Linked DNA regions of Mus musculus: all the other regions are linked to region 3. The links are chromatin contacts, called in public HiChIP or PLAC-seq, Micro-C and promoter capture Hi-C maps. All regions are on one chromosome and are shown on one strand. The core of a region is the stretch at or near the end of the contact, and the rest is flanking DNA. Distances in the headings are between cores, read along the strand shown.

What was found. Promoter capture Hi-C pulls out the DNA fragments that hold promoters and counts their contacts. A called contact is a pair of places that touch in the nucleus more often than the background predicts. HiChIP or PLAC-seq counts read pairs in DNA pulled down with a chosen protein or histone mark.
Region 1: a contact with region 3 is called in a Micro-C map of embryonic stem cells, with 3 times the contacts expected there. The contact joins the enhancer-like site here to the promoter of 1700007K13Rik in region 3. A contact is called at or near these places in 16 of 39 promoter capture datasets (the 3T3-L1 cell line, the C10 cell line, the HPC-7 cell line and 10 more), 1 of 15 datasets of contacts at CTCF or cohesin (embryonic stem cells), 4 of 484 Hi-C or Micro-C datasets (cerebral cortex, cortical neurons, embryonic stem cells and 1 more) and 12 of 115 datasets of contacts at active chromatin or transcription factors (astrocytes, embryonic basal ganglia, embryonic forebrain and 6 more).
Region 2: a contact with region 3 is called in a promoter capture Hi-C map of cranial neural crest. The contact joins the enhancer-like site here to the promoter of 1700007K13Rik in region 3. A contact is called at or near these places in 6 of 39 promoter capture datasets (the 3T3-L1 cell line, the HPC-7 cell line, cranial neural crest and 3 more) and 1 of 9 other capture datasets (embryonic stem cells).
Region 4: a contact with region 3 is called in an H3K4me3 HiChIP or PLAC-seq map of embryonic forebrain, with 5 times the contacts expected there. The contact joins the enhancer-like site here to the promoter of 1700007K13Rik in region 3. A contact is called at or near these places in 1 of 39 promoter capture datasets (maxillary cranial neural crest) and 10 of 115 datasets of contacts at active chromatin or transcription factors (the NIH/3T3 cell line, bone marrow-derived macrophages, embryonic basal ganglia and 6 more).
Region 5: a promoter capture Hi-C map of neural stem cells shows a contact between it and region 3. The contact joins the enhancer-like site here to the promoter of 1700007K13Rik in region 3. A contact is called at or near these places in 3 of 39 promoter capture datasets (the 3T3-L1 cell line, the C10 cell line and neural stem cells) and 5 of 115 datasets of contacts at active chromatin or transcription factors (craniofacial prominence, embryonic forebrain, epiblast stem cells and 2 more).
Region 6: an H3K27ac HiChIP or PLAC-seq map of microglia shows a contact between it and region 3, with 4 times the contacts expected there. The contact joins the enhancer-like site here to the promoter of 1700007K13Rik in region 3. A contact is called at or near these places in 12 of 39 promoter capture datasets (the 3T3-L1 cell line, the C10 cell line, the HPC-7 cell line and 6 more), 1 of 484 Hi-C or Micro-C datasets (cerebral cortex), 19 of 115 datasets of contacts at active chromatin or transcription factors (astrocytes, embryonic basal ganglia, embryonic forebrain and 8 more) and 1 of 9 other capture datasets (embryonic stem cells).

The regions. Positions count from the first base shown.
Region 1 is chr2:27,543,851-27,548,583 of GRCm38.p6, reverse strand. Gm13421 (predicted gene 13421) reads right to left here. Exons shown (of 2, transcript NR_166127.1): 2 at 2,494-4,733. Among named protein-coding and RNA genes, the nearest start is that of Gm13421, 5.8 kb to the right of the region's middle. Within about 2 kb of position 2,338, at least 13 of the 459 cell types and tissues checked have an H3K27ac peak or open chromatin away from gene starts, as enhancers often do. A contact at or near this core is called in embryonic stem cells, where this site is marked.
Region 2 is chr2:27,642,085-27,646,315 of GRCm38.p6, reverse strand. No RefSeq gene overlaps it. Among named protein-coding and RNA genes, the nearest start is that of Rxra, 33 kb to the left of the region's middle. Within about 2 kb of position 1,320, at least 17 of the 459 cell types and tissues checked have an H3K27ac peak or open chromatin away from gene starts, as enhancers often do.
Region 3 is chr2:28,464,701-28,469,159 of GRCm38.p6, reverse strand. 1700007K13Rik (RIKEN cDNA 1700007K13 gene) reads left to right here and starts at 2,836. Exons shown (of 3, transcript NM_027040.1): 1 at 2,836-3,126; 2 at 3,945-4,023. The coding sequence starts at 2,891. It overlaps Mrps2 (mitochondrial ribosomal protein S2), which reads right to left and starts at 1,094. Exons shown (of 4, transcript NM_080452.3): 1 at 1,018-1,094; 2 at 801-917; 3 at 210-339. The coding sequence starts at 1,060.
Region 4 is chr2:27,592,078-27,596,391 of GRCm38.p6, reverse strand. No RefSeq gene overlaps it. Among named protein-coding and RNA genes, the nearest start is that of Gm39776, 17 kb to the right of the region's middle. Within about 2 kb of position 2,916, at least 54 of the 459 cell types and tissues checked have an H3K27ac peak or open chromatin away from gene starts, as enhancers often do.
Region 5 is chr2:27,952,112-27,956,766 of GRCm38.p6, reverse strand. It overlaps Col5a1 (collagen, type V, alpha 1), which reads right to left. Exons shown (of 66, transcript NM_015734.2): 8 at 4,321-4,494; 9 at 3,742-3,798. Among named protein-coding and RNA genes, the nearest start is that of Col5a1, 68 kb to the right of the region's middle. Within about 2 kb of position 2,721, at least 22 of the 459 cell types and tissues checked have an H3K27ac peak or open chromatin away from gene starts, as enhancers often do. A contact at or near this core is called in neural stem cells, where this site is marked.
Region 6 is chr2:27,560,788-27,565,477 of GRCm38.p6, reverse strand. No RefSeq gene overlaps it. Among named protein-coding and RNA genes, the nearest start is that of Gm52506, 10 kb to the left of the region's middle. Within about 2 kb of position 1,502, at least 9 of the 459 cell types and tissues checked have an H3K27ac peak or open chromatin away from gene starts, as enhancers often do. A contact at or near this core is called in microglia, where this site is marked.

The sequences.
Region 1 (4,733 bases), core at 1,089-3,588, 920 kb after region 3:
ATGATCCATCCATTAGCTGACTGTGAGCATCCACTAGCTGCATATATATCAAAAGATGGCCTAGTCGGCCATCACTGGAAAGAGAGGCCCATTGGACTTGCAAACTTTATATGCCCCAGTACAGGGGAATACCAGGGCCAAAAAGGGGGAGTGGGTGGGCAGGGGAGTGGGGGTGGGTGGATATGGGGGACTTTTGGTATAGCATTGGAAATGTAAATGAGTTAAATACCTAATAAAAAATGGGAAAAAAAAATAAAATAAAAAAAAAAATAAAAACCAGTTCCTTTAAAAAAAAAAAAAAAAAAAAAAAAAAAAAAAAAAAAAGAAAGTATCTCAGCAGTTTGTTCCAGGGTCTGAGACTTAACAATAGGAAGTGGCACTGTTTGAAAAGATTAGGAGGTGTGGCCTTGTTAGAGGAAGCGTGTCACTGGTTGTGGGACTTGAGGTTTCAAAAGCCCAAGCCAGGCCCAGTAGCTTTCGTTCTCCATATCTGGACACACAACTCTCAACTACTCAAGCACTGTGTCTATCTGCATGCTTCCATGCTCCCCACCATGAAAATAATGGATTAAACTTCTGAAACTGTAAGTAAGCCCCAATTAAATGATTTTCTTTATGAGTTTTGTTGTAGCCATGTGGTAGAGGCACACACCTTTAGTTCTAGCACATGAAAGGCCGAGCCAGGTAAATCTGTTGGTTCAAAGTCAACCTAGGGCTAGAGAGATGGCTCAGTGGTTAAGAGCACCCACTGTTCTTCCAGAGGTCCTGAGTTCAATTCCCAGCAACAACAGGGTGGCTCTCAACCATCTGTAATGGGTTTGGATGCCCTCTTCTGGTGTGTCTGAAGACAGCTACAGTGTACTCATATAGTTAAATAAATAGATCTTTTTTTAAATGTTTTTTAAAAAGAAAGCCAACTGGTCTACAGAGTGTGTTCCAGGACAGCCAGGGCTACACACACGGGGGGGGGGGGGGGGTGTTGTGGTCATGGTGTCTCTTTACAGCAAAAGAACAGAGACTAAGAGAGAAGTTGACACCAGGAAACAGGATGTTGCTGTCACAGACCTGACCATGCTTCTTGTTGGCAGAATGTGAACTCTGAGGCTTTGGATTAGGGAAGCAATTGAATGCTTTAAGTGGGGCTGAATAAGCCATATTACATACTATGATGGCCTAGCTCAAGAGGAGAAGAATATTATTTAATGGCCTAGAGGTAGTTCTTGTGATATTTTGGCAAAGAGTGTGGCTGCTTTTTGCCCTTGTCCTAAAACTCTGGCTGAAACTAAACTGAAGAGTTCTGGATTAATGCTGTTGTCAGAGGAGATTTCAAGACAGCCTAGTATTGACCGGGTGGTATGACTATTAGTAATCACTTATACATCTCTATAATTAAAGGAGCAATCTGGACAAAGAGAAATACAAAATGTCCCGTGTGAGAACAGGAAGACAGGAAGGTGTGATGAAGATAAATCCAGTTTTCAAGGATTTAAAAAAAAAAGGTCTGATGTTAAATGGACTAAATGGAGTGGTGAGCTCAGAGCAGGACCCACCCAGCTAAGCTTCTGATTTGTGGAAAGGAATTAAAGGACTGCTTAAGCAATGGGGGGAAACCCTTGAAACCAGAAAGCTAATGCAGATTCCAGCCTCAGGAAGCAGCAGAACTTGGCAGCTTCAGCCCCATGGTCCTGGCTTTAGAGTCAAGAATACAAGAAAGTTGTGGGGTCTTCCTCCATTACTAAGAAAAGCTGCTGAGGCACATTATGTGTAAGGGGTGTCCCTGCATGGAGGCCCAAAGAGGCCATTGCATGAAACTGTGAAGGTGAAGCCTGAATTTGGTTGGAGACCCCAAGATGCTGGAGGTACAAGACTTGTGTGATGCCTGCCAAGGAGAGCTACAGACTGTGCGTGGAACTAAGTCGAGAGGAAGTGTGTTGCAGTGAACACAATGACAGGAGTTGGAGACCTGCAGAGCACTTTGATAGCAGACACAGAGCTGCAGAGTTTGGAGTTTGCCCTATTGGGTTTTGGTCTTGCTTTGGTCCAGTACTTCCTCACTATGCTCCATTTCCCCGCTTTTGTAATGGTAATGTATATTCTGTGGCATAGCATGCAGGCAATATGTGGCCGGTTTTTTATTTTGATTTTACAGGGAGTTAACAATTAAGAGATTTCCTTGAATCTCAGAAGAGGCTTTGGACTTGGAAGCAGCCTTGAGCCGAAGGGCCTTTTAAAATTAGACTGAATGAGGTTCTTTGCATTATGATATGGCTACAAGCCTGTGGAGGCCAGGGAATTAGATGTGATAGTTTGAATAAGAATGGCTCCTGCAGGCCACCAGGGAGTGGCACTACTTAAGAAGGATTGGGAGGTGTGGTCAGGTGTGAGGAAGTATGCTGCAGACCCTCTGGGCCCCTTTGTCTGCGTGGAACGGGTCTCTAGTCGCGGGTGGGCAAAGCGTCGGATGAATTGACAGACAGATGCACACAGGAGAGGTTGTGTAGAATCTGAATGTATTGTCAAATCGAGCATCAAAATTTTTATGTAGCAGACAATAAGGAAGTTGGGTGACACACCAGCAAGGTACAAAGAGGTTACTGGAATCTTACATAAAACAGAGGAATGCAAACACAGAAGGTCTAACGGGAACCACCTGGGATAGAATTCATTGTTAACAACTGGGATCAACAAGGGCTCCACCTAAGATTCACTTAATCTTAGAAGCCAGGGTCAAGGGCTTCATGCCCTTGCCACAGTTCCTATTTTAGTCTATTGTATAGTCCACCTTCCCCTTAGGCCATTGTAAATACGTGTGTATGAGTGTAACACTATAGTTCTAAGTATCTATTCTGGTTTCTCCTTTGGTCTGAAACTTCCTTCTTCCTTAGTGATGGTAAATTCCTGTATATGGGAGCGACTTGGCTTTTATTCAAAGTGATAGTACACTATTATAGTACCAGAGGCTATTCTGAATGTCACTGAATAGCAACATTCTTACTGAATTTCAAGCCCATGGTCTTGCTCAAGGACGTTCTAGGACTGTTGGAACACTGGCAGAAGGCTTTAGCTATGTCAGAATTCAATCTTAAAAGGCACTTATAATAGGATAATACTAAAAGAGAGCACATGGATCCATACACTAGACTAACGCGGGAATGGAAAATTAATGTATGGATTAGAGAGAACGCCAGACTCCAGGAGCGAGTTTCCGTGAAACTCTTTTGCCTCGTGAGTAGCTTTCAAGCCTCAGCCTGTCAAGCTGACTCGACCGGAGAGCGTGGCAGGAGTATACCACTCAGGAGTGGGCTTTGAGGTTACAAAAGCTCAAGCCAGGGCTAGAACTTTTAATTTTTTTCAAATTCTATTCTTTTTTTTTTCTCCCCTCTCCCCTCAAATTCTATTCTTAATGGTGGCTCTTAAATGCTTTAACCTCCCTTGTAGCCCACCACCCAACAGAGGTAGTAAAAAAGAAAGGATACAGGAAAAAGTGGACCTTTTAGAAAAGTTCTTTGAGCAACTCCCATCTGTGCTGTATGAATATCAGCAGTTCAGTTCACAGGTTAGCAGGCAGCGGCAGCTCGACTCCCTCGCAAACACTTCACAGATACACCAGCAGTCCAGTTCAGTAGTTAGGTTAGCAACAGTGGTGACAGGGCCTAGCAGAGACAGCCAGGCCTCAGCAGGAGGGACCAACAGGAACAGTAGAAGTTCTCAGCTGTGCCTCTCTCAGGGAAGTGAAGATCAGCAAAGACTTGAGACTAAGGATTTCAGGAGCAAATTACTCGAGCCAGTCAGCATCTGCTGTTTAGAAAAGATGCTTTCTTGGGACCAATCGGGGTGTGGGTGGAGGATAGTACAGGAGCTGTAGCAGCGTTCAGTGAGCTTGCTGCAGTGTTTCTCCACCTGCTCCCAGAATCTGTGTCGTTGACTCTGCCACCAACTCACTCTTAACCCCCAAGGGGAAGTAGGGTATGACAGAGAGAGCTGTCCAGGGCATGGTCAACACACCAGCCAGCCAAACTCTGTCTCCATCACTCCATGGAGTCCTATTTATACCCTCCAAATACCATGTGCCCTGCTTCAGCATGTGTCTTGCCTCAGCACCACTCTACGGAAGCAGTACATGTGTGTTGTTAGCAAAGAATCCTTCATTACTTGTCCTTTCATGTGCTTGCTTTAGCAGAACATCCTTTCTCCTGTGTCTGCTTCAGAGAAACGTTCTTTCATGTGTTTGCCCCAGCTAACTTTCCAAAGAACTCTTAAGTTACCTCTTCACAGGCCAATATCTTTTTCTCCCTGCTTCCAGTGGATCTGGATGTAGAACTCTCACCTACTTCTCCAGGACCATGTCTTCCTGGGTGCCGCCATGCTTCCTGCCCTGATGATAATAGTCTAACCCTCTCAAACTGTAAGCCAGGCCCATTTACATGTTTTTTTTTTTTAAGATTTATTTATTTTATGTATATGAGTACACTATAGCTGTCTTCAGACACACCAGAAGAGGGCATCAGATTCCATTACAGATGGTTGTGAGCCACCATGTGGTTGCTGGAATTTGAACTCAGGACCTCTAGAGGAAGTTGGCACTCTTAACCACTGAGCCATCACTCTAGCCCCATTTGTTTTCTTTTGTTGTTGTTGTTTTTGTTTTTCAAGACAGGGTTTCTCTGTGTAGCCCTGGCTGTGCTGGAACTCACCCTGTAGACCAGGCTGACCTCGAACTCAGAAATTCGCCT
Region 2 (4,231 bases), core at 71-2,570, 820 kb after region 3:
GGTTGCCCACACCTGTGTCCTCAGCACCAGCTAACCTGGGAGTCGGTTAACCAGACAGGGAAAACCAATGAGGAAGCTTAGCTTCCACTGGATCCTGGAGGAGAGAGGTGGCCTCAGCCCCTGTCAGAAACAAGATGATGCTAACAAGCCCAAGAGACTAGTGAGAACAGAGCAGGTTTTAACATACAATTCTGAAGAGAGGGACGCTGGCATGGAGAAAAGGCACCAGTGGCTGGTGTGCCAGACAAGTTTACTTTTGTTTTTTAGATTTTGTTCTTAAGACATACTTATTTTATATGTATATATGTTTGGCCTGTGCATAGGTATGTGTAGTACATGTGTGGCAGGCGCCTTTGGAGGTCTGTTTCCCTAGAATTGGAATTATGGAGAGTTTGAGCCACCATGTGGGCGCTACGCAAAGCCAGTACGTGCACTTAACCACTGAGACATCTCTCTAATTCAAGACAGTCGTTTTTAAATTCCCCACTTCTTGAGAAATCCCTGTTCTTTCTTCCCATAGGTCTCTTTATCCTAGGACACAGTCTTATCTAATGAATAATTTGGGCCTTGAGGCTGCTGCCTTTTTCTGGTCGTGGGCTCAGTCACATGGCAGACTGCCTGTACCTTTCTAACTCTCAAGAGTTCTGAGACAAACAGGGGCCAGCTGCCAGCTAGGGGAGAGAGGAGAAGCCTCTGGCTTCTCTGTAACTGGGGCACACTCTAAGTGCACCTCATACTGGAAAATGGACCACCATGATCCACTTTTTACAGCTTTTGCCGTGAGTAGTACCCATAGCCTCATGCAGGCCAGAGGGCAACTTGCAGATACCATCAAGAAGAGACCCTCCCAGGGCCAGGGTGGTGGCTCGACAGGTAAAATACTGCTACTCGAGAGTGAGAACTTGGATTTAGATCCTCAGTGCCACGTAGAAGCCAGGCATGGCAGCATGCCTAGACCCCCAGAGCTGGGGACCAAGATGAGTGGTTCTCTGCGGCTTACTGCCAGCCTATCTAGCCTATCAGTGAGAGACCCTGTCTCAAAAGATAAGACAGAGAGAGACTGAGGAAGGCAACCAATATCAGCCTCAGCCCAACCTACACGTGTACTTGTGTGTTGGTATGGATGTACCATGCGTGTTTACACACATAAGCCACACATGGATGAGAGAAAGAAAAAAGCCCCTCCACTCCCCTGCTTCATCTCCAAGTTAAAAAGAAAGCTTCCTCTATCCCCTCCCAGAATCCACCAAGGACCAGCCTCTGTCCCCTCCCTGGCTTGCCTGTGTCCTACTGTCTCACAGCTGCACGACTCCCCAGGGCTTGCCGGAGTGCCAACTCCCTTGCTCGTTTGAAATGGAAATTCCCCTCCTCTTATGCTTATTGTCACTCCTAGTTTTCTCTCTAGAAGCAGGATGTGGACTTGATGGCAGAGCACAGTGGCTGGACTCGGAGGAACTCGCACAGCTGTTTCCACTTGGGATGGGGGCAGCACAGAGGATGGGCTCCCTCTGAGCCTGTGGACCTTGAGTGGAGACTGGAGATGAGCCAGCAAGCAGAACCCAAGTCAGGGTTCCCTGTCAGACAACTGTGCAAGGTCTGGGTCCCAAGGACCTCAGCCCCTTCCTGTGGGCTCTCTGTGCACCCCAGGTCCTGGAGTGAGCACCCTGTGGTCTATAGAACCCTGGCCCAGGAGTGTCCCAGCCTTCCCATCCCTCTTTGACTATGTCTTCTCCAGAATCAGCACTGACCAGTGCTCACAGGGCAGCAGGGCTTGGGTGCTCAGAGCTGAACAAGGCCTGGAGTCACAAAGCTTCGCACTACTTCTCTAGCCTGCTTTCTATTTGGCTATATCACCTCCTGGGCTAGATGAGATGGTCCTCCCTAGGAGCCTCCATCCTCCCAGAAGGACAAGGCTGCCTTGTGTAGATGTGACAGAAGCAAATCACATAGGCATTAGCACCCCATTGGAGCCATAAGCCCTGAGTTCAACTCCAGAATCTAAACAGAATCATCACTTGGCCACAAAGAAGCTCAAGCCACCTGCAAACCTTCTCAGGACAGAGCAGGGATCACTCACAGTGACATCCAGAGGTCAGTAGAGACATGGTATGTGTCTGCATTGGGACCCACATGTGGACCAGCCTTGTACACACAGCCCTGCACAAAAGCATGGGCCTACAAGCACAATTTGCAAGCATGCACCCCAGAAGATCGCAGATGCTCACGAACATGCTCAAACATGTATGCATAAGCATGCAGACCATGTAGTGGAATGTACATCCATCTCCTAGGAAAACTGAGGAACTCACTCCAGTCTGCAAAGAGCAAGCTCACACAAGCAGATGCACATTTGTGCACTCCAAGTGCCCAGACAGCAGGTCAAGCATTCTTTCTTCCTGAGTGAGGGTGGGTCCTGAGGAGACACACGCTGGCTCTGTAGACTACAAGAAGTCTCCACTGGGAGGTGGCCTCATGAATCTACAGAGGCTAGAAGATGGAACAAAAGGAAGTGGACCCACGCTCTCTGCCTGCCTGCTGGAGCTAGGATCTGCTCTGCTCCTGTCATTGGCACAAGGCTCACAGCATCGGCTCCCCTGGGTCTGGGGTCTCCAGCCTCAACTCAGCTGAACTTCAGACTCCCCTGGAAGCCAGAGGAGATCCCGAGACTCAGGAGCTCCATTGTCGTGTGAGCCAGGACATATATAAAATTCTATTGGCCTTGTTTCCCTGGAGAACCCTGGCCAAGATGCTACCCCAACAAACAACTCACAAGCTATGTCATATAGCAACCACACAGGCTTGGAGCATGGGGGGCTCTGCCCACAACTTTTCCCTGCACACTCAAATCCATCTCAGCAATCATGTGCCTCACTCCACCTTCTTCCCAGCCTTCAGATGAGAAGGTAGAAGCTCACTCTGCTAGCAGTAAAGGGTGGCCATGGGTTCTCTGTCCAGTCCATCTTCCCATTCTCCCAGATTATGCTACACAGGCAAATCCTCTGACCCAGGGATTCTAGAACATTGTAAGGCCTACGTATGCAGGCACAGGACTCAAAAAGTGTACCTCAAGACCTATGTCAACTCGCATCCGTGGGGGGAAGGCTTAACATAGGCCAGTGTGCCCACAAACCCATGTATAAACCCCACATATGTTCACCTGGGGGCTGAATCACAGTTTTGCCCCACCCCCACATAACTGTCCAACTTCTGCCTGGCATGGACAGGAGAGGAGGCCCATCCATTCCTTCCCTGTCCCCAAAGCAATGACATCCTCCTCTCTCCTTCCATTAGCTGAGACTGATGGGTCACCTCAGCCCCTGTGATGTGATGTGACTGGCAACTTGGCCAGTTTATGAGACCACAGTCATCCTGCTAGGGCTGCAGGGTGTCCCCAACACAGTCCACTAAACATTGGTCCCTGTGGCCACTCCCCAGCCTTTGACACAAGGTGAAGCAGATGCCCAAACTGACTCCATTGTAGATCCTGAGTCTTTATCCAGGACCAGGCAGCCCCTGTGTCAAAGCCCCTCTAAGCACCACAGTCTCTTCCAGAGTAGATCCAAGTAGAACAGACTCTTGCCAAGAGAGGGCCCAGCAAAAGTTGGGAGTGTTAGCATTCTGTCTAAGCCCCGCCCCAGAGTTACCTGGCAACAACCAGGTAGGCCTGACTCACTATAAAAGGAGCTGCTTGCCCCCTCCTTTCTCTCTTGCTCCCCTCTTGTTTTCTATTACTCTTGCTTTCCCTTCCCCCTCTCTCTCCCCATGCTCATGACCAATCTCTCTCTCTCTCTCTCCCTCTCTCTCTCTCTCTCTCCCTCCCTTCCTCCCTCTTTCTCTGCCTTTCTCTACCTCTACTACCCTCTTAACTCCCCTCCCCATGCCCTAAATAAACTCTACTCTATATTATACTGTCATTTGGTATAATCACTGGGAGTGGGGGAATGCCTCAGCATGGACCCTGCCAAGGTACCCACTTCCCCCATACTTCATCACACCTCTATAGAACATATCCCTTCCTCTCTTTATCTCTTTATATACACATCAAGGAGAGCCCCCGGACCTGACATAACCTGGAATCATGAAGGTCACCAAGCTTACCAAGTACCCAGGCCATACTCACGGAAGCAGTCACAGTTCATACCTGGGAAAATAGGAAGCAACCCCTTCACCCATTGTAGAGACACATCAGAATGTTAGATAGGAAAAGGGACCAAAGAAAGCCACTTTAAGC
Region 3 (4,459 bases), core at 1,587-4,086:
TTTAACTCTCTAGGGCCACTTCTGTTCTATACAGCAGGTCCTCTCCACCGGGCTCCCCCGCCTGCCATGACCCTCAGTTTTCACCCTGTCTGTGAACCAGCATCAATACTAGCACTGCACTTGGTGTTGCCGCAGACACCCCCACCCTGCCCCCACTTCCAACCCTGACCCAACTCCACCACTCTGCCCACACGGCCTGTGCCAACTACCTATGGCGGCAACCAGCTTTATGTCCCAGGTGTACTCGGGCCTCGAAGAGGCTCTTCACAGAAAACAGCTCCTTGACATTGAAGAAATCCGAATGCTGTAATGGCGTATCTAGGATCCTGCTCTGGAAATCTGAAAAAGAGAGTAAGGGCAGACACTGTGGCCCATCACCAACCAACCAAAGACTCACCAGTCTCCTGGGAGTGGGAAACTCAAAGCTGTGAGGAAACGCCAGGAAAGATCTGGAAGACACAGGGGCATTTTTGCAACACCGAGGGACTAGTGTCAAGGTCTAAAGTGACTGTGTGCGGGGAAAACCTGGCCAAGTCCTCTTCCCTTAATCTCCACAGATGTAAGAGGAAAACGAACCAGGGGCCTCGTTGACTTCGGGTGCCTTAAACGCCCCTCCAGAAGACCAGCAAGATGGACAGATACAAAAGTAAGTCTTCACGGGTTTCGAGAGCTACCAGGCCACAGGGGTTCTATCTCCCTCCCACCACACTTAGATTGGTACTGGGTTCCTTTGGGGACCCTGCAATGACAACCTCTCCACGATTCCGCGCCCCGGCCCAGCTCCACCCGCTGATCTTTACCGTCGCCATCCTGGGGCTCGCTGACTGCGGGGACCGGGGCTCCCGTGACCTTCCTACCATTCTGCTCCGCAGGGCCCGGGATCGCCTTCTGCAGGAAACCTGGCCAGCGCCGCACACCTGCGGGGAAAGAGCCGGTGGGGGCGCGTCCAACCCTCGTCCCTGTCCTCCCCTCTCGGATCCCCGGGTTCCCCCCATCTCCGAGATTCACCGCGCTCACCTGCACACAGCAGCCGGGTCAGCACGGCCGGAGCGGGCGCCATGGCGGGCGCGTGGACAGAGATCCTGCAGAGACTCTTCCTGCCCGGCAGAGCGCCTCCTCCTCTGAGCGCGCGGGGTCGCAGCGCCGCTTGCTGGCCCGGAGGACCCTCTCCGCTGTGCACCGCTCGCTGCGCCCGCATCCTTGTAAATGGGCGAGTTGGCACTGTGACCAGTGGTCTGCACTCAGCTGGGACGTGGGGCTGAGCTAGAATGAGCGACCTCTCACCCACAGCTCGTTCCTCTCGATAAAATTACAGCATCCTCTGGAGGAGGCGACCCTCTTGTTCAAATTGGTTTTTAGAGGTTGTTTTTAGGGTTGCTGTTTTTTTTTGTTGTTGTTTTTGTTTTTGTTTTTGTTTTGTTTTGTTTTGTTTTTCCTGAGACCCGGTTTCTCCGTAGCCTTGAGCCTTGACTGTCATGGTATTCGCTATGTAGACCAGGTTGGCTTGAACTCAGAGAGCAACCCGCCTCTGCCTCTGGAGAGCTGAGATTGAAGGCATGCCCTACCACCGCCCCGTTTATTGTTTGTTTTATAAGTGCATTAAAAAAAACTATTTATTTTATGTATATGAATACACTGTGACTATCTTCAGACACACCAGAAGAGGGCATCAGATCCCATTACAGATGGTCGTGAGCCACCATGTGGTTGCTGGAAATTGAACTCAGGACCTGTGGAAGAGCAGTCAGTGCTCTTAACTGCTGAGTCGTCGCTCCAGCATGCATTTTTTTTATTTTTTAACATTTGTTTTAGTTTTACTTATTTTTTGCCTACATGTATGTATGTGTACCTTGTGAGTGCCTTGTCCCTGTGGAGAGCAGGTGTCTGACCTCCAGGAACTAGAGTTAAAAGTGTTTATGAGTCACCTTGTAGGCTCTGGGAGTTGAATCCAGGTTCCCTACAAGAGCAATGAATGCCCTAAATTGCTGAGCCATCTCTCCATCCCCAAATTACATTAAACTATGACGACAACAACGATGACATTGACAATGATGACGACGACGATGACAGCAACAACAACAACAACAATCTCCCTGACTGGCCAGACATTCATAGAGATCTGACTGCCTCTGTCCCCTGGGTGTTGGAATTATTGGTGCACACCACCACACTGTGCCCTAAGTAATTTTTTATTGTTTGTTTTAAAATTACTATTTATTTTTATTATTGTTGTTAAGACAGGGTTTCACTATATACTCCTGACTGGTCTAGTACTCTCTTTTTAAATCAGGCTGGCCTCGAACTCAGAGATCTGCCTCCTGGCATTGCGCTAGCACGTCATTAATGCTGAACTATGTGCATGGTTCACAAGATCATTTTTTATATTTCACCAATATATGGCCTAGGATTCCCTAAATTTAGCAGCACCTCACATCTAGATTTAGGCTGAGTTGTGGGGGTATTGGGTGATAGAGGCCATGGCCAGGACAGTAAACGACAGACTTGTACTTGCTCAGGCAGAGATTGGAAGCACCTAATTCCTGCCTATTGGCTGGTGAAATCCCAGGTTCTAAGGTTTCATTCGTCCAGGATCTGCCTCCTAGTGCATTTTGGGACGATACAAGGATGTTCCCACAGTCCCAGAAAAAGGTCAGCGGATCTCCCTGAGGAGCAGCGTGTGGAAGCTTGGAATTCCTTGTTTAGAACTTACGGTCTCCTTTGTTATTCGCCCTCGGGAAGATTCTAGACTTGCCTACAGCTAGCTGCTAGCCAAAGCAACCTACAAAAGACCGCCCCACCTCCTGATCAGGTGACTTCATTGCCTAGCAACAGGACGCCTTGCCGCAGCAGGCACAGACTTGATCTGGGCTAGTTTCCTGCGGGAGGCCAAATGTCTGAAGAAAAACCTCAACAGTCCGCGGAGGAGCCGGAGCCGGGGGAGCCCAAGGCTAAGCCCGCCCCAGAGGAGCCGGAGCCGGGGGAGCCCAAGGCTAAGCCTGCCCCAGAGGAGCCGGAGCCGGGGGAGCCCAAGGCTAAGCCTGCCCCAGAGAAGACCAGCGACTACTACCGCATTAGCGAGAAGCTCCCAGTCAGGTTCAACAACCCGGGGTGGTTTCATGGCTACGGGTAAGGAAGACTGAGGTTACCTTCTTCATGCAGCAGGGCGGCCCTAGCTTTGGCCATGTGTTTGAGAACTCTCAAGTGGCTGTGGCTACTGAGGTCAAAAGGAGCCAGTCATGAACCTTTATTTGTGTCATCATTACTGTTAGGGTCCTGCTGTCTGAGCAACCACAGAGTGAACGTGTGTGAATATAGCCTTGTTGCAGGCAGGGGATGTCTCTATTTTTAAAGCTTCCCTGAAAGCTGTACACCTTACAGGGCAGCCTGGTTTTCGGGGAAGTAAGGATGGAAACCTTCTTGACTTGTGTGAAGCTGGTGCAGGCACACTCCCTTTCCACGAGTAAGAAGACAACTTGCTGAGGCCTCGGGTGTGAAGAAGAGCGGCTGGTAGCCTCTATCACAGGCCACAGTCTCACAAACTAGATTTCTTACCTCCTTCCCTCCTGACAGGAGCTTGGCCTCTGTAAGGTTGGGGCTCAAAAGCAGAGGGACTTCCAGGGTCTGGAAGTTGAGACGCTGTCTCCGAGGTAGCTTACATACCTGGCAGTGGTAGTCTGTGCCAAAGTCCCACCAAGACCCCTCCGCCAGCATTTGCTGGCTGGGTGTTCTCTAGGGTTTCCCTTTGGAAAGATCAGGGGCCATGGCCAGCAGAGGAGGCCAGAGAGAAAGGTCTGCTGGGAGAGAGTGCTCTCAGTGGGAGCCCCGTGGACATGGTATTGCCACCGTCAGGGACAATAAAGTTCCATCAATCAAATTCTTCCAGGCTATGACCTGGCTGACTTATTCTGAGTATGTGTGAGAAACAGTGCATCTCTCTCCCACAGGACCAAGGAAGCTGTTTCCATGTACAGGACCAGTAACCAAACCTACGGAAGCAGAGCCCCCACGGTGCATGAGATGCCAGTAAGTGCAAGCCAGGCCTGCCAGGACGAGGGCCATCTGGAAAAGCAGACTTATGAGGAGTCAGAGTTGGGAATCAGCGTCCCACGTTGTAAATGCATGGCACCTCAAATCGAGTTAGGACAAGGCGGGGCAGAGAGATGATAGAATGCAATTTCAAAGCAGAATAGATTGTAGACAGGAAAGTCCAAGTAAACTTGCTTCCACGTTCTCCTCCCCATCAGACAGGCACGCACACCTTTGCCCGGGCACTCGAAGGCCAATTAGTGAAGTCAAGCGTTCATACGAGTGGCAGAACTCCTCGGAAGAGCCTGTCCACGGAAAGAGTCTGTGTTCCAAAATCAGACGCAAGGTGTTTCTGTGGGAAGCAGGAACATGGGAACTGCTGCCCATACCTTCTTAAATACATTCGCCTTGTCTCTGTGTGGGGGTACGCCAT
Region 4 (4,314 bases), core at 1,667-4,166, 870 kb after region 3:
TCCCTCCCAGGGGGCCAGAGTTGTGAGAGTCAGTGGAGCTGGCATAGGACAGGAGGAGGGAGAGAGAAGGCAGCTGGGCCTGCTCCCAGCTCCTGCCTCAAGTCCAGGCCCTTGAATACAAGGGTAGAGAGTGGGGGTGGGCAGAAGTATGGCTTAGTCTGTCAGCAAAGCAGGGAAAACCATGTCCTATCCCTGCTTTCCAAAGGTCCACATAGGAGGGATCCTCTGCCTCCCAAAACCAGAAAGACAGGTATGTCCCACACCAGATTAGGCTAGGGTCTCCCAGAGACCCCAGGGACACAGCAACAGTAAATGCCTGTTAAGGAAATGGACCATTTCATGTGGTCAAGAAGATGGGATCTCTGTCCTGGGTGGAGACCTAATATTCTGGATTGATCTGGCTAAGGGACCACCCTAGGAAGTCAGTCTCCCCTTAAGCTGTGTTACAGAGCTAGGCAGAATAATTATCCCTTAAATGAGAGGCTGTACTTTGCCTTCTCCGAGTCCCACCCTGGAGCATGGTGGCTTGCAGGCTCACAGCCATGCACCTTTGTAAGGCTACCCACTTTTCTGAATCTCTCAGAAAAACCTGTTATTTCCTTTTAAAATTTCTTTGTTGGAAGCATGACTCATCTTTAGGTGTCCCCACTCTTTCCCTAAAGTTCCCCCCTCCCTGCCACATGGAGTTCTCTTTGAGTCCATTCTTGAATTCCTTTATTAAAGAAACTAAAAACCCCAAGAGGAGACCCCAATTTCCATAATAACCCTAGAGACGCCCCTGTCCCCTGTTACATACTGGACCTGTAAGGTAGGAGGGACCCAGACACCAGGACCTGTTGCAGTGCAACAGGTCCCCACGGCCACCTCCCCACGGCCTCTGCACGGGGAGCAATGGGAAGGAGAAAAGAGGAAGGCCACAAAGGGGGGGTGCCAGAGAGGTGGCAGTGAGCAGAGCAGAAGTGCCCAGGGATTCCCAGGCCACAAAAGCATAAAGCCTAGAGAGGGGGCCCAGGTGTGGAGGAGACTAGAGTGGTCCAAAAGAGACCAGCACCCTAGGGCCAGGGCCACACCCTGAGCCTGAGCACCATGATCTGTGGGTTAAGCAAGCTCCCAGCCCACCTCACAAGGCCACCATAACAGCATACATGGGTACTCAGCCTAAAGAAACCCCATGTTTCTCCAACTAACCAGCATCCCTTCTAAGATCCAGGGATGCTGAGGGGTAGCCGTGACCCTGCTCCCCTAGTTTGCAGGCATAGGCTGGCCACCCCAAGGAAGGCTACATGAGGTCCTATCCCTAGTTTGCAGGCATAGGCTGGCCACCCCAAGGAAAACTACATGAGGTCCTACCCACAGCAGAGTCCTGGCTTATCTACCCTTCCAGAAAGATCTGCACTGAACAGTCTTCAGGGGCAGTGGGCACTAGCCAAGTTGAGAGGTTCCTCAGTAAAGTTAGGTAGAACCTAACTCCCAGTATTTTCCACAGGATCCTCTGAGGGTCAGTAAGTACCCTATGAATCTATCACTCAAGATCTCTGGAAGGTTCCTGAATTCCCATCATCTAGAAGCGGAAGTTCTGAGGTTACCTTCATTATTCACCCTTCACAGAGGCCATCATTCACACTGCCACCCATCCCAACATGGCTCCCAAAATTGAAATCACTCCTCCTCCTCCTCCTCCTCCTCTTCCTCCTCCTCTTCCTCTTCTTCCTCCTCCTCCTCCTCCTCTTCCTCTTCCTCCTCCTCCTCCTCTTCCTCCTCCTCCTTTTCCTCTTCCTCTTCCTCTTCTTCCTCTTCCTCCTCCTCCCTCCTCCTTCTCCCTCCCCCCCCCCTCCTCTTCCTCCTCCTCTTCTTCCTTCTGGCCCACCTTCCCAAGATCCCAGCTATATAAACAGCTCACCCTCCTCTCTGTCCCTCCGCATCCCATATGTCAGAAGGCCCAGGTGATTTGTCTCTGGCCTTATGCCTCTATTTAAATGAAGCTTTGAGGCAGCTCTTGCAGCCACAGGTGTGACATTTCAGAGCCTAGACACATGCACACCGTTGAGAGGGGACTGAGCTAAACTTGGCCCTGAATTCATTCCCTAGCTCAGTGTTCCAATTTCCTTTCTGTTGGTGTCACAAATACTTCGACCAAAAGCAGCTTAGGGGAAGAAAGTGTTTATTTAAATGTACAGGTTATGCCAGTCATTGAGGGAAGCAGGGTAGGTTCCTGAAGCAGAAACCATGAAGGAAAGCTGCTAACTGGGTCCCTCATGGACCCTTGTTCAGCTAGCTTTCTTATAGAGGCTCACCTACCTAGGGATAGTGCTGCCCACAGCGGGCCAGGCCCTCCTGAATCGATACAGTCAAGACAATTCCCCCCGCAAACATACCCAAAGGCATCTCCTTCACTTGAGCCGCCTTTCCCAGGTACATCTGGGCTGTGTCAAATTGACAGTCCTCCCTCCCTTCTCAATAGTACATGGGTGACCATGGGCTTGGGTAGGAGCCAGTGATCTAGAATGAAGGCCAGACCCTCCCCTTCCCAAAGGCTGAGGTTGAGAAAGGGCCACCAACACCCTAAAGTGTCCCTGGGTTATCTGACTCTGGGGCAAAGAGGGGCCTGGGAGTGGATACGGCCTACAGCCAGGCAGACAGTCATACAGGCTAACTGGCGTCTGACAGACCAGGCCCCACACAGCAGGATGACACCCCAAGTGCCCCTCAAATCCAAACTGACCCTACTCTGGTAAGCACTGGGCAGCCTGGAGCCACACACTGGGGAAACAGCTCCCAGTGTGCTGGGGAAGCCAGCCAGGGGGACAGACACGCTCCAGGAGTTTGGGAGATTAAAGCCAGCCACATAAACATGACCAGGAAGTGTCTCCACTGCAGTTCTCCCGGCAGACAGCGTCCCCACAGGAATTGCCCAATGGCTCTGTTGCAATGATTTTAAATTCCGGCGCCAGCGCTGCAGATACATGGCTGTCAGATTCAGGCCTCCCAGTCCCCTGCCACCTCGGCTGCCCCAGCTGCAAGCCGGAGCGCCTTGGGCTTAGGGGACAGGATGATTGTGGAACAGGAGCTGACAGAAGGAAGATTTATACTTGGGATTTACTCCAATCTGGGATCTGTCATTCCAGAAGAGTACCAAAGTACCAGAGTGTCCCTGGCCAAGGAAGGCAGAGGGCCCCAAACCTGTGCCCACCTAGAAGACTGTGGGGCCTCGCTATTGTTTGCTCTCAGGCTCCTGTGGGCAGTTGGACTCCTCAGTTCCTTTACGTAGAGGCTGGTCCTAGGGCAGGAGAGTCTGAACCTCCCCTTACATGCCAACCTAGTATAATGACCTTCCTCTGCTCCAGGCCAAATTGGCTGTCCTGGTCTCTCTCCTTGCTTTCTCCTCCCCCAGAAGAAGGCAAAAACAGCCCCAGCCACTCCCTGACATTGCTACCTCTCCCGACTGAGAGTCTTCTGTGATTTTTCTCCCCTCACACACTTCTTGTGGGACACAAATGACCAGAGGCCTTAGCACATCTGTGTCTTAGATCCTGCCTAGAAATGGGTCCTATTATTTCACAGGTGAGAAAACCTGGGTGAGATACAGAGATCCAGCCAGGACCACAGCCTAAGCCTCAGATGTGTTATTGGTCACGTCCATCCTCCTTGGTCTGGACAAGAGCCAGACTATTCCCCCATATCCCCCACTGTCCTCCAGGGTACCATCTCTTATGGCAGACCTGCTCTGACCTTCCCAGCCTAATCGCCCAGCTCCAGCAGTCATGGATCAGGCCAAGCCCCAGGGCCTTAAGTGTAGCCACAGCAGCTTGGACCTCCCCAACCTCTTCAGAACAGGAAAGCCTGGGAAATCTGGGACTGTAAACGCGTCAGGAACCATAGTCTACAGGGTGGCCTTCCCACACCAGTCCTCCGGCTGGGGTCTGCCACTCCTAAGAGACCCTGTTGGACCATTTTCTGTTGAGTCTCTCATCTTGGGATCCCTTGACCCCATGCCTCAGAATACCAACTCAGAAAACTTCAAGTTGGCCAAGCTGCCTGGCCCAGATGGGATGGGGCAGCCCAGTCTGGATGGCCAGGCTCTTCTCAAACCTGTGCCTTGTCTGTGAACATCAGTGATGATTTCGGCCTTCTCCAAGGGCAGCTAACCCCAGCTATGGACAGGATCACAACTACCTCCAGCTCAAGGTCTGTCTTGGCCCACCTCTCAGAGCCAGCCCTGTAGGACTTCACCAGCCCCAGCCTTCCTTTGGCCCTCAGGGATTTGTGAACCTCTTGCCATGGTGCTGGTGGGATAATGCTGGCCTGGGCGCCACA
Region 5 (4,655 bases), core at 1,472-3,971, 510 kb after region 3:
AAGGATAGAGGAAGCAGCCCGGTCCCATGTTCTTCTGAGGCACGCTATCTCTACCCTGTACCTCACCAACCCACCTACCACTGAATGCACTGGGGCTCGCAACTACAGGAAATGGTCTCTGTGGCTTACAGGGCTGCAGTCACTGGTTGCCTGTAAGGAGTAAACTCAGCTACCCCCACTAACTCCCAACACAGCCACGCACATGCTGCCCACGTTCACACAAAGAAAGGCACTGGGTGGCAGGCTCAGCTCTTCACTGTATGTAACTCAGAAATGTCAAAGCATCCTGCCTGAGGGCTGCAGAGATGGCTCAGTCAATAAAGTGTGTGAGCATGAGTCTAGATCCCTAGTATCCAAAATACATACATACATACATACATACATACATACATACATACATACATACAATATAATCCAAAAGCCAGGCATGGTGGTGTGCACCTGTACCGGAGACTGGTGGAGCCCTGGAGCTCACTAGCCCAGCAGTCTAGCCAACTGCTGAGCTTATCACAACCATCGTAATTCTTGGGGAGCCCTCTTCAGGATGCTGAGGGCACCTGCACACACACAGCAGACACTTATGACATACTAATCTTCTTTAATCTTTAGGAAATAAAGTGGAGAGCAATTGAGAAAGTCAACTGGCATCTACCTCTGGCATCTGTATATATGTACATACACCCACAGGTATGCACTGCACATACCCATACCAAAAAGCATGTGTGTGCACATGCATGTGCACACACACACACACACACACACACACACACACACAAATGAAAAGCTGTTTTGTTACTTTAAGTACATATGGTTAAACAAAAATTCAGAAACAGAAGACCTCAGGCTTGACCAAACTTCATTCTGTAGCCTAGGCTATCCCAGAGCTCAGATCCTCCTGCCTCAACCTTCCTGGTATCATAGGTATGTACTGTCATTTGCAGCTCCCATCCTTAACAGTGGTCCGTTCATCTGCTAAGCAGTGGTCCATTCACCTGCTAAGCAGAACTAAAAGCAATGTCAGAGTCGGGCTGGGCTCGCACAGCAGACATTGCCTAGCATAGCCAAAGCCACGGGTTTGAACTTCAGCACTGTCGTTACTGGGTATGGTCTACAATCCCAGGACTCAGAAAAGGAAGGAAGAAGCAGGAGTTCAAAGTCATCCTCAAGTGCATAGCAAGGCCAGCCTGGGATACTTGAAACATCGTCTCAGAAAAAGACAAACCAGGAACGGCTTGAGGTCCAACAGGTAAGAGGTGTCCAATCAGGACTTAGTGGTCCCTGACCCAGTGTGGGCTGATGCCAAGGGCATTGCTGGATCTTCCCCCATCTCAGCCAAGCTAGATCTGTCCTTTTGAGGAACCCCTTGTCTTGCTGACAAATGAGAGGAGCTGAACCTCGGTGGAAAAGGCCTGCCAGGTCCTTCTGGATGCAGGGTTGCACTGACCCTGTGCCCAGCAGTTGGTGTAAACCTATTCTGTGGGGCAGATGTAGGGGATGGGATATCAGCCACCCCGACACAGGGCAGGGTATGCACCACCAGTCCCCAGGGCCTCCATCTGTTTATGTATGGCTAAGACTGTGAAGACATCTGGCAATTCTCCGGGTTGACAATTCCAAATGTTTACATTTCTCTCCATGGGGACTCACCAAAGGCCCTGTGGACACTCTGAGGAAGCTGGGAAGAAGCAAGCATCAGGAGGGGGTGGGCCCCTTCTGTAACTGCCTCCAGATGGCTTGTGCTGTTCCCAGAGAAGAGGAACTGGACCATGTAGATAGAGATGGTGTCCGGCAGGCCACCTCTACATTCTCAGTGCTGTCTCTGGCTCACCTTCACCCACAGCCTTCTTCAGGGCAGCCCTCTAGTGGAACTCTCTGCATGCCCCTCTCTCCTCCCAGAACTGGGGTGCCAACTCTACACACAATAAGCTTAAGTAAGTCTTATTCAAAGGTATGACCCAACCACTTCTGAAACTGGGGACCACCCTTGAAGCCCACAGAGCCTCAGGTGCCTGCCTTCTCTGGAACATCATTGACTCGGGAAAGACGCCCCTTTTAGTGAAGCACCAGGGAGCCCATCAATGGGCTGCAAGTGATGGCCAAGTCCACCTGGGGCCAAGTGCAGTTGATGTGGTGCTCTAAGAAGGCCCAGCACAGCAGGGGGGGCATCTGTGCCACAGCCTTCCTCTGGTGTGGAAGAGAAAAAGCCTCAGACATGTTCCAGGGGATAAGTCTCTAGTCCCTTAGGATGCTCCTCTTCAGGAATTTCCTTCTCCCATGAACATGAACTTCAGTTGAAATTTCTCATGAGGTTGAGCAAAAAGCCCCATGTTGGGCTAACCTTATGCTCTGCACCCTTCGCTGTGTGCAATCCATGCACTGATTTGGGCCCTGATCCTACAGCCTCAGGTAAGGATCTTTTCTCTGGACCCATAGAGAGATCTAGGAAGAGATCTGGGAAGAGCCTCTGTGTCCTCAGGCTCACTGCCAGGGGGAGCCAGGGGCACAAGCAGCAGGCAGAGCCCTTGGAACCAGAAAGAGGCTTCCATCCAAGGCTCCCCTTGGCCAGGAGAAGCCAAGCCAGGGAGCTTGCCCTGGCCCACTGGCCTACTAAGCACTGCCAAGCAAGGCTCTTTCCCTGCAAGAGGGTGGGGGCCCTATGAGGCTGCTTCTCTCTCCTAGGAAGTCCCAAGGTCACATTATAAACTCAGTCCCAGGAGCTGATCCTGGCAGTGTCCCAGAAGCTGATCCTGGCACCGGAGCTGACAGCTGTTCAGCCTGGCAATGGCCATGATGTAGGACAAGTACTTCCTCCCTTGTGTACTCACAGGATGCTAGGATGGACGACCTCAGTGGCCGGCTCCTTGGGGGCAAAGCCAGGTCTGAGTCCACATTCCCAGGTCCACCAAGCCCAGCTCAGCCAATCACACAGCTTTCTGTTGTCTGGGGCCAAGACCCTGACCTCAACAGTTCTGAGACCCAAGCAGGCCACAGCACCTAGCTGGTCCAGAATGCCCTATCCAAGGCAGACTCTCACAAAACTCTGACCCAGGAGGGCCATGGATGGCACACAATCACATTCTCTACAGGCCCTGGTGCTAGCTTACCCAGGATTCCACTGTCTAATAACATGGGGCTTTACACAAAGGGGAATCCTACCTCAACACTGCTTACATTCCCTTGGCATGGCTTCAGATCTTTCCTGTTGCAGCAAACAGGCTCAAGTGGAGGCATAAAGGGCACAGAGAGGTGAAGGCCCTAACTAACTGCCCCCTGCCTGCTACCTACACTAGAAATTTCCCACCCAGCCCCTGGCTTAGCCTTCCTCTCATGGTCTGTGTGCCTTCTCTTGAGGAAATCTCTGCAGAGGTGCTCTGGCCTCTGCCTTCTCTACAAGGACAAACACGTGTGATCTATCACCTTTACTAAACTCTAGAATATTCCCTGACTCCCCAGAGCCTCTCCCAAGAATCTGTGATACAAAGGATGTAGAGTACATGGGTGTGGCTTCTTGCATGGCTTGGTAGGCAGACAGTGGGACCCACAATCTGTCCACACCCTACAAATCATCATGAGCTTGTTAGAGGACACCACAGTGCGCTCTCTCTCTCTCTCTCTCTCTCTCTCTCTCTCTCTCTCTCTCTCACACACACACACACACACACACACACACACAAACACACATACACACACACACTCACCACCATTGCAACCGCCACCACCACCACCACCAGAAATCCTTACCGGCTCAATGATGGCTGGTTCTCCCTTTTGCCCTTTCTCACCTCGGGGTCCTCCAATCTGGAAAGATGGGGAGAGAGAAAAGGAACAGAAAATCCACATGACACAAAACTTGTGCAAAACCAGGGTGAAATTCTCCCCACAGCTAGTCACCTCTCCTCATAACTGGAGGAAGATAGCAAGCTGAAATAGACCTCCCATCCCCACCCTTAGCCATGTATACACCAGCATAGACAGGCAGTGAGGCACAGATGACCATAACAGGAATCAGAGAGGCTACTTTAAAGAATGAAGCTCAGCCAGGCATGGTGGCGCACGCCTTTAATCCTGGAACTTGGGAGGCAGAGGCAGGTGGATCTCTGTGAGTACCAGGCCAGTCTAGTCTACATAGAGAGTTTCTGGACAGCCAGGGCTACATAGTGAGAACGTGTCTCTAGCTAGTTAATTAATTAATTAATAGTTGAAATGCATGGCAGCCCATGTCACTCTTGCCTCACTCAGTCACCCTCAGACTTCTAAAAGCGCTGGCCCTTTCTCACCACCTAGATGCCCTGGGATGCAGAGAGAAGCTGAGTCTCTTACCCCCTCAAAGATGGTGTCCTGGTTAGCGGGCATGCCTGGCCCTATCTCTGATGGAGAGACACTGGAGTCGGAGTCGGGGTCAAAGTACGGGTCATAGTAGTTTTCCTCTAGATTCTTGATGGTTTCCTCGGTGAATTCGCCGCCCAGGTCATCCTTCCCTTCTCCTGGAGCTGGCTGCAGATTAAGGGAGGGAAGTGGCAGAGTCACTCTGGGAGGCTGGCCACATGCAGGCTCTGCCTGGCCACATGCAGGCTCTGCCTAGCAGGCACTGAGCCTAGCACTTCCTGCATAGAGCTGTCAGTGGCCCCACCACAGAACATCTAAAGATAAAGTCC
Region 6 (4,690 bases), core at 253-2,752, 900 kb after region 3:
AGCACCAGCCTCATTCCTGCCTTGGCCATCAGGGCAATACCCTTGCCTCCAAGGGTCTCTGCACCTACCTGCATCCTGCCTCCACGACATCTAGGCTCAGGCCTTCTGGCTCCCCGCCCAGAGAGTCTCCACAATCTTTCCAGTCTATCTGACCAGAAAACTCACCCCCCTCCCCAGGAACCCGTGGGTCTCTGTATTGGAGTCTATCCTCTCTCCATCAGCAGGGCTATCTCCCCTGGAAGCACGCCTGGCACTAGATGGCACTTCATCAGTTGTGCTAGGCCTCTCCCATTCAGCCACAGCTTTGTGGGTGTTCTTTTTCTCTGGCAGGGAACATGCCTGTCCCCTGGGCTCAGGATATAGCTGGTCAGTGAGGGTTCACAATGCTGCTCCCCACTCCCCACAACCCCCATTCTGCGACAGCTGAACTGCACAACCCCGCTGAAGAGCCAGGGATGTGGTAGCATCTGGAACACAGGACACAAGCTGGAAAGGGAGCCAGGGCTGAGCCATATGCTCTGAAGGGCACTCCAGGGTGAGGCACTCCTCCTGCTATATGCCAGGCTCACAAACCCCTGGGCTCAGAAAAGGCCCTACCTCTAGAAGAGAGGCAGGACTTTGGGCTACAAGCTCAGGAGCCAAGAGCCTGCCGGGCATGCCTGGCACCCAGCACTAAGTACTTAGCAAGCACTTGCCTTGTCCGGGACCACATCCTGAAGGACTGGAGCCTGCCTTGAGAAGGGTACCAGAGAAGCCCTGTGGGCATCACCAAAGCTCAGATGTAAGGTCACGAAGGGAGCATGCTGCAAGCCTCAAGGGTCCCAAGAGAGGCCCCCGTAGCTTGACTTTGAGGGTACTGGGAGCAATGGAAGGATTGGGGCATGGGAGGTAAGGGTCAGACCAGACAGCTTCTGCAAACATCTACCCATCCCCAGTTCAGGGGCACCCTAACCTGGACAGCCCAGGTCCAGTTTGACGGACAGGTGGCCTCAGGGTTAGCAGTGGCTCCAACCCCAGACATTCCAAGAACTGGGTAAGACCACACCACATTTAGAACCAGCCTGTCCGTTAGGATCCAGTTCCACACAGGCTGCCCAAAAGGAGTCAGAAAAGGGACACAGGATTCTGCCTAGAGCTGAGCGGGTAACTTCCCATTGCCTGGCTGCCCAGGTCCAAGGTTAGTCCCTTGGAGTCCCCTTGCTTCTCTCCAGTTCAGGGTATAGGATACAAAGTATAAAGTTTAGAATTGTGGTCTTCCTCCTCTTGGAGTCACCTCCATTCCAAATGTGCCAGCACCTCAACTGTAAACCTCAGTTTCCCGTTGTGACAGGTGTGTCATCAGGTCTGCACAAATGCTGAGCCTGGAGAAACCTGAGCCTTTACTGCTGAGATAAAACATAGCAGCAGAGCCACACGGCCTGCCATTCGGCCACAAGCACCAGCAGTGGGCAGCCATGTACTCACAGACTTGACAGGAACCCCCTGTCGAAGGTGGTTCCTCATTGTCTCATGTGGCCACCATGAGGAATTCAAGGAACTGGAACTTTACTACTGACACCAGCCTCCCCTATTTCCTTTTCGTTGCTTGCGAGACTTCTCAGCTGTCAAGAGTTCACATATCCTAGGTTGGGGCGTCCCCGTGAGGACTTCTGTTACCTGTCAGCTTGTCTGGAATCTAGAATCGCCAGGGAGATGGGCTTCTGAGCATGCTTGTGGGGGAATTATCTTGATTACATTAATTGATATGGGAAGACTCATAGTAATTGTAAGTGGTGCCATTCCCTAGACTGCGGTCCTGAGAAAGGGCACCAAGCTGTGGCATATCTGGTTCCTGGTTGTGGATTCACCATGGACAGCTTCACTCAGCTCCTGCAGCCTTCACACACACCATGAACTTGAACTGTGATCTGCAATAAACCCTTTCTCCCTTAAGTTGCTTCTGCCAGAGGGTTTTAATACAGTAAAAGGAAAAATATTTTTAAGAGGGTCCCCATGGACCAGGTAAGAAGTTTAGGGGTATAGAGACATCTGGGCCTCAGGATAAGGAGACAGGGAAGGGACTCAGGGACACATCTTAGAGCCACAAAGCCAAGCAGGGGAGGGTGTGACCTCGGTCCTCATGACCATGATCAGCCCCTGTGCCTCTACCTTGACATCACACTCTCCTGCTCCATTTCTTCTGGCCCCTGAGCCCATGAGGTGCCTGGTCTGAGACTGCTTGATCACACCTTGCTCTGCGCTAGAGAAGGAGAGAGGGGGACAAAGCAAAAGGAGCCTCATGCAGCCTCAGGGCCAGAAGCCAAGCTACCCCACAGCTGCCACAGTACCAGTAGTTGACACCTGCCCCTCTGCTGACACCCACCAGACAGCCACAGAAAATAAAGAGCCAATTAGCACACATCTTCCAGAGATCCTTCTACAGGTCAGCTGTGCTATAGTTCTGCCTTTGCACAGCCCCGGGCTCTCCTCCACCTCTCTGTCCGTCTGTCAGTCTTGGTGGGGACTTGGGGGGTAGAGAGAGTCTACATATGCTTGTTTGCCTCCCTTCCTTGGCCTCCCCTCTCCCTGCCACCCATCTAATGGCACCAGCTGAGAGGGCAGCCACGCGCTGAGTCACAAATCTTCCATGTTATTCCCTCTCCTTTATTTACACCGGGCGCACAGTAGCAATTCAATCTGAAAAAGCACCGTGTTTTCAGAGGCGTGTGGCCGGAGAAATTGATGTTTGTGTTAATCAATCTTGTAGGAGCCTGAGGGGCTCAGAGAGGTGCCTCTCGAAAGATTTCCTCTATTGATTGATTGGAGCCCAAGTAGGGAGGGGTGGGGAGAAATCAACACTCTCAGAGCCTGGAAGCCAAGGAGCTGGGTCAGAGTACCCTAGGAGCTCTGCAGCACCCTGGGGGCCCCACAGTTTCTTCTCATCAAAGTTTGGGCAGGCTGTGTAATGGGATTCTTGGCTCTAAGGATAGATCTTTATGTCACCTGTTTTCCATCTGGGAGGCCTGGGGACATCCATCCCTTGTGTCATAATCCTCTCACTACCCACTGGGTGAATCTATGGCCTCCAGAGGTTTTTAGGGCTCAGTCCTGAAATAACCCTGCAGCAGGGGCAGCTGGAGATGGGGCTGTGGACAGAACAGCCATGGGGCCTCAGTTGGGCTCCTTCATCGTGGAAAGTCCCTGGGCAGTGGCCTAGAGCAGACTGTCTACTGGCTCTGCTGTAAATGGGGGCGGGGGGGGGGGGCACACAGGCAGTGAAGCCAGTTGGTCAGCCTGTACTAGCAGCAAACCCAAAGACCTGCCCCTTTGCAGCCAGAGGCCTAGGCTGGGTTTGACTTTCTAATGACTCCTGTCTGGGTTCTGGAAGGAGCAAGAGGACAAGGGAACAAGAGAGAGGTGACTGTGACACACAGAAGGGACAGACCATGCACCCATGGCAAACAGTCTGCATTGGGGGAGGGAGGCTATGAGTGACCACAGAACCTAACAGTGCTCCATGATGCTCCCTGACTTGGGGGGGGGGGGTACACCGCGCTCCCTTGGTCCATGTTGGGGGAAGGGGCTGAGTTTCCATAGGTGGCCGCTCAGCTACAGAAGGACAGATCCAGGGTCACAAGGACTGTTTCCAAGGACTGAGTTGGTTCCCCAGGAACAAGCCTTGTCACCAAAACAGGTGGACTGACTTTAGGGTTCGGAGGAGGCCAGCAGTCGGGACAGTTCTCAGACAGGCATCTGAAGCATGACACCTTGCAGGGGCCCAGACCCAGCTCCGGAGCTTTACAAGCAGTCCTGACTCCCTCATTAGAGCATCTGCTCCAAACACAACCCCACCCCAGGACACTGTGACAATCACAGCACACAAATGAGGCCCTTTTCTACCATATCCTGGTCACCACTGACTGAACACCTACTGTGTTCCAGGGACTGAGTTGTCAGTAGTCAATATAATGTTGGAAACAAGGACCATGTCCCTAGAGCAATGTCCTGTCTCACAGGGCAAAAAGACCAGAAGGACCATGAATCTTCAGTGTGAAGCTATGCTCACAGGAGGGACACTATTGTTAGGACTCTGTCCCCAGAGATCTGATAGCAGCGGCCATGGAACACCTTTGTTTGCATGTGAGGCTCTCCAGGCAGGAGAGGCTCTGACAGGGTGATCTTGAGTGGTCAGCTCCAATCTGTCTTGCTATTCCACCTGAAATACTGAGGCAGAAAATCACTTGGGCTTCAGGGGTTTGAGAGCACCCTGGCCACAGACCCCAAGGTCAAAACCAAAAATCTACAAAGGTGACCTAGGGTCCCATCCACTTGGATATCTGTGGGCTGCCTAAACCAACTCCTCACACTTACTGTAGGCCCTCCGGGTGGGCCCCTCACCATGCCCCTGGGCCGAGCACTCAGCAAAGGCACTCGGCCAATCACCAGACACAAGAGGAAATAGAATCTTGGGAATGGTCAAAGGCTACAATGAGCCTACTAATTGGGTGACTTTTGCCCCACTTCCTCACACGCACACACACACTGTCATATCTTGTTGATTTTCCAACAAACAAACACAATTTCTGATTCTGCAACAGAATGTCCTGTTTAGGTCCACAGAAGCCAAAAGGGTGACCCTGAACCATCCACCACAGGACTCAGTTCCAGGAAGAGTTCACTAGTCCCGGCAGAAGCCCCAAAGCACAGAACA